2 separate regions of the Anser cygnoides genome follow, and region 1 is linked to region 2. Evidence: chromatin contacts called from public Hi-C data. All regions are on one chromosome and are shown on one strand. The core of a region is the stretch at or near the end of the contact, and the rest is flanking DNA. Distances in the headings are between cores, read along the strand shown.

Evidence for each region. Hi-C and Micro-C count contacts between places; a contact is called where the count stands out from the background.
Region 1: a Hi-C map of granulosa cells shows a contact between it and region 2, with 2.9 times the contacts expected there. The contact joins two enhancer-like sites. A contact is called at or near these places in 3 of 7 Hi-C or Micro-C datasets (granulosa cells and liver).

The regions. Positions count from the first base shown.
Region 1 is chr6:35,537,464-35,540,697 of Taihu_goose_T2T_genome, reverse strand. All of the region lies in intron 3 of THSD7B (thrombospondin type 1 domain containing 7B), which reads right to left. The region is part of intron 1 of LOC136791130 (a long non-coding RNA gene); the gene reads right to left. Among named protein-coding and RNA genes, the nearest start is that of CXCR4, 53 kb to the right of the region's middle. Within about 2 kb of position 1,792, at least 1 of the 3 cell types and tissues checked has open chromatin away from gene starts, as enhancers often do.
Region 2 is chr6:35,411,208-35,413,990 of Taihu_goose_T2T_genome, reverse strand. It overlaps DARS1 (aspartyl-tRNA synthetase 1), which reads left to right. Exons shown (of 16, transcript XM_048062739.2): 8 at 2,552-2,663. Among named protein-coding and RNA genes, the nearest start is that of MCM6, 18 kb to the right of the region's middle. Within about 2 kb of position 1,255, at least 1 of the 3 cell types and tissues checked has open chromatin away from gene starts, as enhancers often do.

The DNA of each region.
Region 1 (3,234 bases), core at 543-3,042, 130 kb before region 2:
TTCTTATTGTGTTTATATTTAGAGACATGGGAAACTGTGCTAGCCATGTTCCCTATTGTTACTTAACCTCAAACAACCTATATAATACACTATCCATTAAGGAGCCTGAATATAGACGCTAATCAAGGTGGCTAAACAAGATATAGGAAAATAAAGCTCAGGGCTTCCTCCTTGTTTGGGAAAAAACAAACAGGAAAGCTCCCTCTTACACTCACCTCTCCGCAGAAAAGAGTGGAGCTCTTTTTTTCTGATTTGCTTTTACAGGCTCCCAGCAAATCTTAGCTCTCTGGTGTGTACCTGTTCAGCTTTTTCATCATTCACGCTGCCAGTAAACACCCCAGCAACCTGTTTCCCAGCTGGGAAACTTTTTTCTTTTCTTTACTTTTTTAGAGACAGTGTTTATTAGAAAACTGTTTGCCAATGACAGTGGAAACCTGAAATAATTGAGATAGCACTGACTGCAACCAGCAGATCATCAGAAAGTTGCTTTTGATAACATTAGTGCATTGTGCTTGAGTAGGTTTGCTTGAATGCTGTATAACCAACAAAAAGTTAGCAAATAACTTGAATCCACCTAGCTGATATTAAATTGAACACAATGCTCCTAATGAAGACACATCCTCTATTGCTTGGAGTCTACAATTCCAGCTCAGACATCAGTATTGCGGAGGAGCAACAGTGGCAATAGAGCCTGAAAGGCTGAATGCAAAATCATTTTACACATAGAAAATTCAAATGATTTCTGGTTAAAAATTTGGTAAATTTATTTACACCACATATTTCTGACTTGCTTTGTCTTCAGGATCTGCAATATTTAGGCCTTTCAAATCATCTAAGGATGAAATCCCCAACTCCTCTAAGCCTTTAAATTGACAATTTTACACAGACAGATTTTGCCTTCTTTCTGTGGCATTATTCCTTATTATACATAACCATAGCATTCAAGATTTCCTTAATAAGCTTGGGCTTTTCCTATATGAATGTTCAAACTTTGGACATTTAACATAAAGCAGTAACAGTCCCTGGTACACCATGGAGGGAGAGGCTGCCATCAGAAAGCAGCACAGTTCTTTCCCTTTGGCCCTGATGTACGTAAGGCTGTGAAGATGACCTGTCAGGTACACCACAGACTATGAATCCTTACACCAGAAAACTACCTTTTTTAATCGATAAGGAATTCAAGGCATGGTTGCTTCATCACTATCCTCAGCAAACTTATTTCCTTAGTAAGCATACTTCTTACCATCTTGCATTGTCACTCAGTTATCACACCACATGAAACTGATGTAAAGATATTTAGCCATTCAACTAAGAGAAGAAAATGAAGCACCTATGCCAACACCTAGCAGGGGAGTGTGAAATGCCTGAAGTTCCTTCTCACCCCTCCATATCCCAGTACGTCTGGAATCCACCTGTGGGAAGACCAACAGGAGCATCAGGCTCCAGGAGGATCTCAGGGAAAAAGTCAGCCTACTTTGCACCGTCCCACTCCACAGGCAAGGAAGGAAACCATAGCAGGAAAGGTTTCTCTTCTCTGCTGCTCAGGTTTCACATGCGTATCACAACCTGTCCGTCTTGGACTTAGCGCTGGAGATGAAAACAAACTTACTCCTGGGAGAAGGGCCAAGGGCTGGCCTCATTAGGCATGGCTGCAGTGGGATTTCGGTTAGATTTTAAGCTCAGACCTTTGTTTCCCTTTATTTTAATTATCCTCACGGCTTTCTCCCCTCCCCTCAGAGTCTCTCCTTCTTGCAGGTGGTGGCACTGCTGCACCATTTGTGGCACTCAGCACAGATTCCTTCGCCAGGTTTCAGAGTGTATCTTAACAAGTAATTAGAACAGTTTTCACCAGCTCATGCTGTCGGCTTTCGAGCTCCTGCATGATCCAAATGGCTCTCAGGGGATGTTACATTATGGTTGGTTTGTTATTGTTTGTTCCAGGCCAGTGCCACTAGACAAAAGCGTTATAAAACTGGTGAGTAGTATTAATCACAATTTCTTAGGTGTCTGTGTCTGCAATATGCCTGTTCTCACTTTCCTGGTTTTTTGCTTAGTTTCCATTTTGTCCTGAAAGAACAATAAGGATGTGATGCACAGGGTATTTTGCCATATAAAACCTCGGCAACGGGCTGACATATTTGTAGGGTTAAACAAAAAAAAAAAAGACTGAGAGCAAAACAAGCATTGCATTTCAACATCTACATCTCTTTGTTAGGAATGACGGGATTAGTACCCGAGAGCTCCCCTGCAAACAGCCCGACTCCAACCAGCTCCAAGTATTTCAAGTCCCTAAATTCAGCTGAAGCTTAACCACTTACCCATTGTGTGTCTCCACATCTAACTTGACTTCAGCATACAATGCAGAACGTCCCCTGCTGTGCATCCCAAAGCAAGCCCCTTTGAAGACACACTGTTTATTTCAATTCGATTAATCCTTATTTAAGAACCTCAAATAGTTCTGAAATTCGCTGAGCTGCATCCCTGTCCCCGTGTTAAGAGACAGGTATTCAGTCATACACGGGGAGGAAAATAAACAGAGTAAACACAACTAATTTATTCCATTTCCGATCTTATTGATTTCAGGTCCAGAGGGCTTTTAAATCTGTTAAGTGAGGCAATAATAAGAGTATCGCACGCAAGAAATAGGACTTTAGCTCATCTTCCTCCTGGGGCTCTTCAGTGCAATGAAGAGGCTTATGCAGTATTGGTACAAAAAAAGAAGCCCTGCAACTGAAAAACCACCAACACAACCAAAGGCCCTCTAAAATATGAAAAAGAAAGAAGAAACACCTTTCTCGGGAAGGCTAAAAGCAACTCGACGGTTGTTAAATATACAAAGAGGGCTATGAGCCTGGCAGACTTCTGACTGATCTACAACAGGTCTGCATTTACATAGTGCTTTACATCTTCAAAGTGCTGTGTAAACATTAACTAATTGATCAAGCCAGAAAAACAACTGCTTCCAGTGTAATATCAAGTACGTATTCACAAGAGAACAAATTATTAACTAAAGGAAGCAATTAATTTAAAAATCTATTATCATAAATTATACTGAGCATTTCCCTCCTCTTTAAAATTATTCCCTCTGCAATCTGATTAATGTGTGGATTAATTTGCTCGTAATTTCTGGAAACTTACTAAGTGCAAACTTAATAGAAGGCTGATAGAAATGTCAGAGGTAATTGATGCTTTAATGGGCATGAAATCTGGAAAAGGAGCCGATCGAATAGCTTC
Region 2 (2,783 bases), core at 6-2,505:
GTAAAAATCGATTCACTTTGACAGCTGTCTCTGCCTTAAGATTGTTATGTTTGCAGCTAAGTGTGGTATCTCAAATGGGAACTGTTACCTACCACTATAGCCAGACCTCATAACACACATACCAGTGCCTCAGTTAAAGGCAACATAACAGCATGAATTATTTTCTTCAGATAAATTCAGTCTCTTTTTGTCCCAAACATTCCAGTGCAAAGGACATAATTAAATCTGAAAAAATTTGTTTCATATAGACACATACTTAAAATCTTTGGAAAGTTGTAGTTTGATGTCATCCATTTGACTCTACTGCGTGTTGATAGATGCAGTTCTTTAGGAGTTTATCTCAAATGTCGTCTTGGCCTGTTTAATTCTTGCAAGGAGACTGCAGGATCATATACTCAACAGTTACCTTTGTTGGCAGTCTCTGAATGAGCACTGATGCTCAGCTACCTTAGGTAGTAAGAAGAGCGGTCTTGTGAGATCTAATTTGAGGTGTGGAGAATTGCTGCTTGTTCTTTTCTTGGTCTATATTTAAAGAAAAAACTTCACTGTCCAGACCAGTGAATTTGGCTGCCTTCATAAACACTATTTTTGAAGATAATTTATCGTTACAGATGGGATTGGGAAGACAATGTCTTTGCTCTGCATCCTCACTAAAGCAAAGAGTTGTTACTACCTGGCAAAGTATTGTTAGTAGAGGTGTGTTAGTTATTTACCAGCCGTGTTTCTGTGCACACCTCTAGGCTTCAGAGCAAGTAATTGCTCTCAGATTGGGCTAGCACATCACCATTCCTCTTTTTCCTGAGAGTGTGTACCTTAGCATGGAGCTGGTGCTGGTTCCTCAGAAGGATTGTTGATCAGAAGTCATTGTTACTGTCCTACTTTTAAGCAATTGTTGCACGTTTTGTTTAACTTCTTTTTTTTGAAATTTGTCTACTTTATAAAAAAACTGTATTGGTGACTGTCATGTGACTGTTTGGGTTGTAATCTCTTGTAAAATCTTTCAGCTTCTGAATAGGAGATGGTTAAATATATACGCATATATGAAATGTGTATTTATTATATCCCTTTGAATCATTTGGGTGCTTTGATATAACGCTGCCACAAATTATACACCCAATTTGGGCTACCTTTCTTGTCTTAGCATATGTCTGACTCTGGGAGACCCGTGGAAAAAGGGTGAAAAAGTTTGAGGGTACTTTTGTAACTGTTGCTCAAAACCTCATTTCCTTCATTTTGAAAGTAGTGGGAGTAGTGGCTGTGGTTAATGCTATCAGACAGCGAGAGCTGCTGGCAATTATTGACTAGGCTCAGCCCCTCACACTCCTGAGATATCAGTCTGCTAAAATTGCAAATAACTCCAAATTACTATAAATCTGCAGTATTATTACCGTTTTCTTTCAGTTTTTCAGTTAGGTGATATCTTTATCTCCTAGAGATGACGAATGTAGATTTATTTCAACATATCCACTAACTGACTGTCTAAATTTGGGTGCTTATATATTTTGTTTTGACTGGGTTTTTTTGTTTTGTGGTTTGGTAGGAGTCATGTGAAAAAGCCCACAAGGCTCTCCTTACCCTAACTGACAAGTAGGGTACCTTGCAGAAAGGAGAAGTAAACAGTGCTGTGACGCAGGTTGTTGTAAAGAAATGTTTTCTAAGTTGTTTGCAGGAATTCGTTAGGTTCTGTATACGCTTGTAGGTTGCTAACTGCCAGTTCTAAAATGCTGCAAGCACAAAATCAGATACGGGTTCAGTGCTGACGTGTTGGAGTGTTTTGAGCATTTGTTAAGGGATTTTTTTTTCACACTAAAACCCAAGAGTGTTCAAAGAACGTTTAGTGTAGATATTTGTTAACCAGATAAGTCGCTTACCTGTGTCGTGCATAAACAAGTACAAGCTGATCAGTTCAGGTTTTCAGCTAAATGTACTTCTGAAGTAAATTTTGAAAAAGACAGAAAAACTGCAGTTCATGTGATCAGGTGCTACGTGGACTGTTAAATGCTGCTGGGAGTTCAGACCTTCTTTTGAGGATGTTTTTGTGCCTGTGTCATATGTGGTTAGCATGTGACTGGTTTTACGTGACAAACATGTATTCTGTAGTCTTCAGTAGGCACAAACATTTTGACCTTATGTAAGTAAGGGCTTTGCTCTTATCATGCATGGTATATTGCTGCAACTGTTCTAGTTCAGTGTGCTGAAAGCTTTTTAATAGGTTTAGTGTTTTTATTCAATTTTTTACTATAAAACCTTTATTTGCAGAAGCATAACTTATAAATCAGTGATTGCTTAAATGTTGAATTGACCATAGTGCCTCCTTTATAACTGAATATGCTGTAAACTGAAATGAGGAGTTTCTGTTGTTTCCATTCCTATTTCTTCTTGTGTAATAAATAATAATTAAAGTGCACTTTTCTCTGTTTAGGCAAATACAACAACCTAGCGTTCCTAAGAGAATAAATGTAGCTTATACTGTCCTGATACCTGTCCAGAAAAAGTAAGGGTTGGGAAAATTAACTAACTTAGGATTCTTTATTTTATCTTCTCTTTATAGACCTCCACTAGTCAGGCAGTCTTCTGCCTTCAGTCTGGTATTTGTCAGCTTTTCAGAGAAACTCTCATTCGCAAAGGATTTGTGGAAATTCAGACTCCGAAAATCATTTCAGGTATTGTATATTTGATCCAGAAGCTACAGATCTGCTTCCTTTATATTTGCTCAGTGTACCTATCTGCCAAAAATTTGGTAACTTCTTTCTTAACAAAAAGATAAAGTTGTATTCCTAATT